Linked DNA regions of Rattus norvegicus: region 2 is linked to region 1. Evidence: chromatin contacts called from public Hi-C data. All regions are on one chromosome and are shown on one strand. The core of a region is the stretch at or near the end of the contact, and the rest is flanking DNA. Distances in the headings are between cores, read along the strand shown.

Region 1 (4,180 bases), core at 612-3,111:
ACTCTGCTCTCGTGGATTGCAGGGCTAACTCCATGGGATGAAATCTGATTTACATTAGTAATAAGTGGTGCTGTATGATACTTTTTGGAAGGCACCTTCATGAATGAAGTCCCTGAATGCCCACCACTGAGAAGGCCGGGGCTGGTTGTTAGTAGTGTAGGTCTGCTTCCCTTTTCTCTGCTATGTCTCCTGTACCCAGAAACTCGCTGCAGGCAGCCAGTAAGTGCTCACTGTCCAGAGACAAAAATCCTGCGTCCCCCTTTTTTTCTCCATGTTTAAATACAAGCCATCACACACACAATGCCATGTTCAGGGCTTGGTAGGCATTTAGACAATTAAAAAATAAACATTTAAATCTACCGATCCTGATTTCTTATAAATTTAGAATTTTGTTCTGATACATCTGATAAGTACTGCCAAAATTTGGTTTTTATATTACATAAATATAACTGCTTAGCAATTCACACTTTAGAAATTTTTACATTTACAACATGAATATCCCTTTTTTTTTCATAGTATGTGACTACCTATTGTGCCATAGGAAGGGAACAACAGCTTGGTAGACAGGCTTTTCGAGCTGAGGTGTGTAAATTAAGCCGAAAGTGACAGGTGGGAAAAAAAAGACATAGAGATTTTATTAATATTTTAAATTTTAAAGACTGATAGTCTTTCGGAAGGATGTAGAAGCCCAGTGAAGTAGCTAAGACACTGGGCTTCATGGGCTGTTATGACTAAAGACAATAAATTGCAGAGAGGGAAAAGGTAACACAAATGGGAATAAAGTAAGGCTTTGCACAGTGAAATCAGGTGGGAAGCAGCAGTACTACCTGAGAGATATTGCAATCCCGTCTGTTTATAGTACTCCTGTAGACGAATGGAAACGAGAAAGGCAAAGGAAAGGACATGACAGCTTCTAGGTGTGGTGGAGGGGAATGTTTATTACAGAGCAAAATGGGAGCACACTCAGAGGCAATCCAGAGTAGACATTGACCCTGAGTCCTGTAAGGAGATGGGCGAAGGGAAAGGAACCATGTGCAGCAGTCCAAAGGCCAAAGTGTAAAAGAAAGTGGGCAGGTAACAGGAATGACTGGATTGTATAGGGAAAAGCCTTTGAGGCTGGGGAGCTTAGGCTAGAGGGCAGGGTATGTCCGCCCTCTCCCAAAACAGGGAGTGAAGGAGGGATTCTGGGAGAATCTGGCTCCTGGGTCTCTTTGCGTGTTAAATAGGTAGCTCAGCATTTGTCCAGGGTTTGAGCCTTATCACTTGTTACCTTCTCTTTTCAAAGTGTTAAGGGTCACATTCATCCTGATTTGGGGACAAGGGGGGTCTCCTGCCATCTTCACTTTGAGAAAATGGGCCCCATATTTGCAGTTTCACAGGGGGTAGAGGACTTTTTCTTTACTGTTGTTCTGCTCGGGCTGAGTGACTAAAAGTTCTATTCTGGATCCTTCAAAACCATCAGTTAAGATGTTCAAACTTTTCTAGTGGCAGGCAGGCCTAGGAAGAGAAGGTTTGGCCAGTGCTGGTGTCCTTGCAGCATGCCCGGGCTTGTCCAAAGAGAATAGCCACCCCAATTTCTGGCATGAGTCTTTTTTTTTTCAGTGCTGGAAATAAAGCCAAAAGTTACAAATCCTGTGTCATCCAGTTTGTAATAGCATCTGGCAGGAGCAAACCTGTGTCATCTCAGATGGTCCTCCTGCTTTCGTGGTGCTGGGGGAAGGGGTAGAGGGACTGGATGGCTCTTTAATTGATGGTGCCCTTGACTTCCTTAGGAATTAGATGTCATCCCACTAACACACACTTAGGAGATGTGGACTGTTATGACTCATTTGATTTTGGCTTTGCACGGTATAGAAAAATTCTTGCCTAGGGAGGAATTCCTTTCTAAGTGCTTGTCTTCCCCACACAGCCCTCAGCCACTCTGTCTGAATAGGCAGTTCTCTTTGCATAGGCATTCTTGAGGGCTTAGCTGCTCTGTAACCTCTTTGCTCCTCATTAATAATTTCCTGAGGCCAGGCCAGTTTGTTATAAAGAAACATCACCTTGAAAACTGTGTGTGTGTGTGTGTGTGTGTGTGTGTGTGTGTGTGTGTGTGTGTGTGTAAGAGAGAGTTTGAGAGAGTAGGAGTGTGTGAGTATGTGAGTGTAATTGTGTGTACATTTGTATGAGTATGAGTCTGTGTGTGTGTGTGTGTGTGTGTGTGTGTCTGTTTTCTGCTTAATGACCAACCCGAGTGATATTAATGCTCTAGAGAAGGAACATCACATTTCTCATTACTCTGCATGTCAATCAAACTCTCAGGCCGGATATCCTGAATGCCTTATCTTCATTATTCAAACCACGTGCTTTAGGTTTCTACTGTGTTCACCTTGGAGTGATTTGATTATTTAAAAGAATAATTAAGCTACCTCCCTAGACTTCGTCATTACTAGGAAACCACAGAATATATTGATCTTTTTGTTGCTGTTGTTGTTGCTGCTGCTGCTATTGTTGTTGTTCTTCTTCTTAATTTAAACTTAGAAAAAAGAAAGGAGGGAGGGAGGAAAAGAGAGGAAGAGAGAAAGGGAGGAAGAGAAGAAGAGGGAGAGAAGGAAGAAAGGAAAGAAGGAAGGAAGGAAGGAAGGAAGGAAGGAAGGAAGGAAGGAAGGGAAGTAGGGAGGGAGGGGAGGTGGAAGTCTTCTTGAAGCACTCCCTGAAGGTCTGGGTGAATTAGCAGAGAGATGCTGGACCTGGTACCCTCTGGACTGCAGTCCTTTCTATCTTTCTTGTATTGGTACACATGTCATCACTGAACCTTGTTTGGATGTCTGGCCCCCAATGTAGTAAACCTCCCATGAGAAAAGCTGTGAATAATACAGTTGCCATTATTCCTGGGATTCAGAGGAAGGTACAAATGACGTCCTCCCCACTGGAGAACCCCCACTGCTCTTACTAGCATCTTAAATATATTTCTACATGTCTCCATAAGTATTTCCACAAGTGTAAAAATGTATATCACTAAAGTGATGTGTGCTACAGCTTTGTAAATATATTTTATTGGTAAGGACCAGGGTAGAAAGTGGTAAAGATACTGGTCATTTTCTTCCTAAAATTAATTTATTCTTTTCTAAATGTTTTTCTTCAGTGAGCCCACATTACATTAGAAACACTTCTGTGTTCACTGTTAACTGTAACCCAGAGGCTTGGGTAAGAGCAAATACAAGCCACATTTTATTTCATTCTAAGAGGCGGCATCTAAAATGCAGGATATGGGGTTAGAAACGAGGCCTTGGAACTGCTGAAGGTGGCCCCTTAGTGTTAATATTTTAAACTTGGCACTGACTTTTATCCCCAGAGTCTAGTGTGGCTACAGTCAAAGCAGGAGAGTGCATGCCCCATCCACACAGCTGAAGCATACCAACAATTATCTGTGTTGTTGTTGGCACTTAGCAAGACATACTGTTTTCCTAAGATCTAAGGGTTTGGGAGAAAGAAAATAGCTGCCAGCATTTGGCAACATAAAGGGATCTTTCCTTCCTTCCTTCCTTCCTTCCTTCCTTCCTTCCTTCCTTCCTTCCTTCCTTCCTTCCTCTCTCTCTCTCTCTCTCTCTCTCTCTCTCTCTCTCTCTCACTCTCTCTGTCTCTCTCTCTCTCCCTTCCTTCCTTTCTCTTTTCTTTAATTTTCCTTTCTTTTCCTTCCTGTTTTTTTTCTTTCATTTCCCTTTCTTCTTCTTTTCTTTCCCTCTCCCCCATCTCTTTCTGTATTTTCCTGACACTTATTGGAAGCATTGGGAATATACCATCTGGTTACATACCATTATAGACAAATGGGTATGGGAGTATATAAACTGTAGGGAAATCACTGTGTTTACAGCTTGCTTATAGCATGACAAATTAATTTATAGTTCTCCAGCCTGCCAATACAGATAAATAGATTGAGGGAATAGAGAACTATAAATTAATTTGCTTTCCTCGATAGGATAAATCCTCCAGGCATATTGGCACCTACCTCTTACTGAAATAAACTGCTTTTACTCGATCCAAATGATGCCTGCTCAAGCTTTCTGCCCTGGACATCTATACTTACATATTTGTGACCTTCCCTTTGGAAAACCAAGTGAGAGCTCTCCAGGTATAAAGAATAGTGAAAGTACAGCTCTAGGGTACCGTACTGCCATTTGAAAGGAGCACTATAAATTAA
Region 2 (4,543 bases), core at 871-3,370, 50 kb after region 1:
GAAGTTGAAAGAAGACGGCCCAATGTGGCAGAAAGGGTAAACATCCAGCAACTTTTGGTGCCACTCATAGACATTAAAATTGCTATTTAACTTATATGGTACTGGTATTTCTAGAGACAGTCTGGCTAGGTAATCCAGGCTGTCTTGACTTAGGATTCTCCTGCAGTCTTGCAATTCCTGGGATTAAGGTGTGTATGGCTGTTCCTGGCCATGTAGATTACTTTATAAAATAAAAATAAGAGAATGAAGTCAAAACGTAGATGTGGGAGATATAATTGAATTTCTTAAGGTATTCACTTCATGGAACTAACAACAGAGGCCATACTAGACCAGGTATTATGTTGAAATTAACTTGCTGTGAGGCTTCAAAACACAATTATGGGCTTGTTTTACTTTGATAAAGTATCTACCAGAAGCAACTGAAGGGAAGGAAGAAAGACTTGTTTTGCCTCTTATTTGAAGGATGTAATCTACCATGAGAGAGCTGATTTTGAAGCAGGAGACTGAGGCACCTGGTCACATTGCATCCATAATCAGACAGTGGTGAGATGGGAATGATGGTTCCTATCTCTGTTTCTCCATTCTCATAGTTCCAGGACTCTGGGCCGCTCACAGAGCTATTCACTTGCAGGTTGAACCATTTCTCTTCATTTAGGATTTTCTGGAAGCATTGTCGTTGACATAATCAGAGGTCTGTTTCCATAGTGATTCTAAAACTAGTCAAGTTTTCAATAAAGGTTTACTATCACAATGATCTATTAACTATCATAGGATAGAGTCACATAGTCATTAATTGATAATTCCTTATGGCACTTTTATTGAGCTTTGTAATGTATTTTAAGTAAAACATTTGCTTTTTTCTTGAGCACAAGAATAGAGATACTTCAAAAGTACTTGATATCAGCAAATAAAATACCAAAACCTTGAAATTTCTCCTACCTCAGCCTTCAGAGTTCTTCCAGTCCCAGATCAACTCTGTGTTTTGTGTGAGGAATGTGAAGGAGGATCTAATGATCATTTTACTTCTTTTTCCCCAAATACTTAGCTGTTAAAGTTTTCCCTGTTAGAAAGGAAAGCGTATGACTGCTAGGCTGCTTTCCTTCTAGTGAGCAGTATGTACTTCCTTCTGGCTGTACTCTAGGAGGTATAATGAAGTAGGCAATAGAGGAAGGAGGCAGGTGAATTTCGGAAAAGGTTTTGGAAGTATCAAGCTAACTTGTTTTCTTTTGCATTTTATATACAGAAAGTATAATCAGTTAAGGCAGTAGAAGTCTGACAGAATACCACTAAAGCCTTATGCATTTCTCCAATACGGGCAATTAGTCCCCATTTGAAGTTTCTAATTAATATTGGGGCATGGCAGGAGTAAACTTGTCAAAGACAAAGTAATGCAACAGGCTGGGACAGGCAGCCCAAGATTCTGACAGTCAACTGGGAATGCATTCATCCTTGGTACCCTATCCTTGCCAAATCCTAATGACTTTGACACAATTATTTCATTAAACAATTCAATGCTCCTCTGTTAATTATAAGTTAGATCTGGAGACTGCTGAAGTTCTTTCTTTACAACATCATGTAGTAATATAATAGTATTCAAAATTATGTATTAGAGATGGAAGGATATATTTTACTAAGTGACTAGACATTATTAACAGCACCCCACATTCCTACTTATTTATTTCATAAATATTTAAGAGGAAATCCCTGTAGTGAGGGAACCTAACTTTGTAAATGGACAGGCTGGGAAAAACTAATTATTCAAATGGCACTAGTCATATGGCTGTGAAGCAGATAGGACCTGCTACCAGAGTATATTCTCAGAGTCTGTCCTCACATGACAAACGCTGGAGATGGCATTTTTTCCTATCATTTACAAGAACAGAACAAACAAGCAAAGCTGAAGCTTAGGGGCATGCTGAAAGTAGGTTAGGAGTCCCCAAAGGCAAGATCCCATAAGCATATTCCATTTTAATTCAGCTTCTCTTCTGAGTGACCTAAAACTCAGAAGATTATATAAGTCACTTTTATTTTGTTAAATAAAAATATAAAGTAGTGTGCTCTGCTTTGCTTCACATCCTGCTTTTACTTTTCGAGGATGTGGGGGTTAATATTTTTATGACTAGTGTGCCTTGAGTCATGCTTTGCACAGTGTTTGCCTAACTCATAATTCACATCTGCCAGACATGGAATGAAGAACAAAGAAGAAATTTTTATGAAAATAACTTATCCAATGGTAAGGGTTCTTTATCCTGTCATAGTTTAATAATTGACTCATTAAGTTTTCATAGAAAAGTTATATTAAATAACTAATATTGAAAATGAGGCTATTGCAATGTTAGTCTTTGCTGATGTTAATTGAGTTGATCAAAGAAATGGACTATTCTTCTAGTATTCTGGATTGTTTCTACTTGATGAGGCCACATACACATAGATTTGCTAAGATGTGTAATGTACCATTTTGAAACAGGATATGGTTTCCTATTGTTCTTTAGAACTGGGCAAAAATATTTGTTTGTTTGTTTTGTTTCAAAACATAAAAAATGCTATGAACAGTATGGAAAGCATCTCTGTTTTATAACTTTAAAAAAAGGCACGCATCCCACTATATAATATAAAAAAGTAATTTAACAGTTATAGAGTTCAAGCATCTGTCAGGTATCAATCAGAAACCTAAAGACTATACATGGACTGACCCTGGACTCTGACCTCATAGGTAGCAATGAATATCCTAGTAAGAGCACCAGTGGAAGGGGAAGCCCTGGGTCCTGCTAAGACTGAATCCCCAGTGAACGTGATTGTTGGGGGGAGGGCGGCAATGGGGGGAGGATGGGGAGGGGAACACCCATAAAGAAGGGGAGGGAGAAGGGTTAGGGGGATGTTGGCCAGTAAACCGGGAAAGGGAATAACACTCGAAATGTAAATAAGAAATACTCAAGTTAATGAAACAAAACAAAAAAAAAAAAGAAATCTCGCATCATGAGGAAAGTTGTTTTTCAACAATCCTTTGTTTGTGAAAGCATAATGAAGGTATACAGTGAAGGGAGCTCATGGCAGCAAAGATCCTTATCAGTTCATAAAGGTGACTGAAGGGGTGGGCAGGAGTGTGTGTGTGTGCGTGTATCTATGTGGAGGCCATACGTAGGTCAATGGTCAATGTCAGATGTTTTCTTCTTCAGTCTCTTCACCTACCTCTTTTTTTTTTTTTGAGTTAGGGCCTATCCATTTAAATAGACAGGCTGGCCACAAGCCCCAGGAATCCTCTTTTGCCTACCACCCCAGTGCTAGGATAGCAAAAGAATGCAAGCAAGTCTGATTTTTTTCATGGGTCCTGGGAATGTGAACTCAGGTGCTCATGCTTCCAAGGCATGGGAAGATGCCCGATCTCTCTAGCCCATGACTGAGGTCTTCTACATAAAAATGCCATAAAATGTCTTTCTTGTCAGTGGCCTTCCTTGTTGGTCAGTGTACCGATTCTGCCTCTGTGATCGAATGTAATTCTCTGTGAATGGGTTTTCTCATCTGGATAATGGAGGAATAACAGCATCTGTTCAAAAGTGTATTGTGTGCATTAGACAGAACATGTGACATAGGTTTAGCACATGTTTAGTCCTCAAGGAGAACTCTGTACCCAAAAGCAGTGTTACTGGTGGTGAAATTTGCTCCAGGGAGAAGAAAATCAAGGGACATTTTGGAAGAAGGTAATGCTGGTCATAAGAATATACTCAAGTCATTAAAACCCTTTTAATTTGTGGGTGATTGTCTCTGTAAGGAGAATCTTGGAGGACCTTCATGTTCATAATCTCATGCTTCATGAGGTAACGACTAGAAATAGCTTTTCTTTGGAGCAGTGACATCATGTAATCCAAACACTGTTTTGTTCCTATTGATCTTGTGTTTTGACTTTGATTCTGCCTTCTGTTTCTTCCTTGGGAACGTTTGTTCTTATCTTGGCTCATCCTTCTGTGAGTTCCTTGTTCCCTTCTCTTAGCTTGGGGTAATTCTTTCTTAGTGTTTATTGATCACATGAAATTGTTCTAAGATTGTTACCTTCTGTACTATGCCAGCCTTGCTTTTAATTTTGTTTCTGCTTCTCCAGTATCAGTGTGCCACTTGCTTGTTCTTCCCCTGCATTTGTAACTTTGCAGAACCTTGTGGAGAGGCCAAGATTTTACTACTCGTACTGTGGACTATCTTATCCTGTCTCAATGGACACCTGAATGATGGTCACATTTGTATTTCAAAATTGTCTCCAGAGTTAAGGTTCATGGCTGAGGTTCAGTCAAATTCCCAGTGGCTAACATCTTGATCAATTAAGTTGGGATGTTTGTCTTTGCTGTGATACTAGAGATGAAAAGCCAGGGACATGAACTGGCCAAGGGAGTACACAAACTGGTGCTGCACACCTAACGTTGGCCTAATTTAATCTCCATTGTCTCTGATGCTATGCCCCATTGACTGAAAGTAGGCTATAGCAGGCAGCTATATAGATGCTGACCTCACAATTTCCAGAGGAATTGTTAGAGATGCTGTGTTCCTTACACTC

What was found. Hi-C and Micro-C count contacts between places; a contact is called where the count stands out from the background.
Region 2: a Hi-C map of the A7r5 cell line shows a contact between it and region 1, with 2.0 times the contacts expected there. The contact joins two enhancer-like sites. A contact is called at or near these places in 4 of 12 Hi-C or Micro-C datasets (the A7r5 cell line, kidney and liver).

What each region holds. Positions count from the first base shown.
Region 1 is chr2:168,633,035-168,637,214 of GRCr8, forward strand. All of the region lies in intron 1 of Pdgfc (platelet derived growth factor C), which reads left to right. Among named protein-coding and RNA genes, the nearest start is that of Rnu7-62, 6.7 kb to the right of the region's middle. Within about 2 kb of position 1,862, at least 16 of the 93 cell types and tissues checked have an H3K27ac peak or open chromatin away from gene starts, as enhancers often do. A contact at or near this core is called in the A7r5 cell line, where this site is marked.
Region 2 is chr2:168,682,666-168,687,208 of GRCr8, forward strand. The region is part of intron 1 of Pdgfc (platelet derived growth factor C); the gene reads left to right. Among named protein-coding and RNA genes, the nearest start is that of Rnu7-62, 43 kb to the left of the region's middle. Within about 2 kb of position 2,121, at least 4 of the 93 cell types and tissues checked have an H3K27ac peak or open chromatin away from gene starts, as enhancers often do. A contact at or near this core is called in the A7r5 cell line, where this site is marked.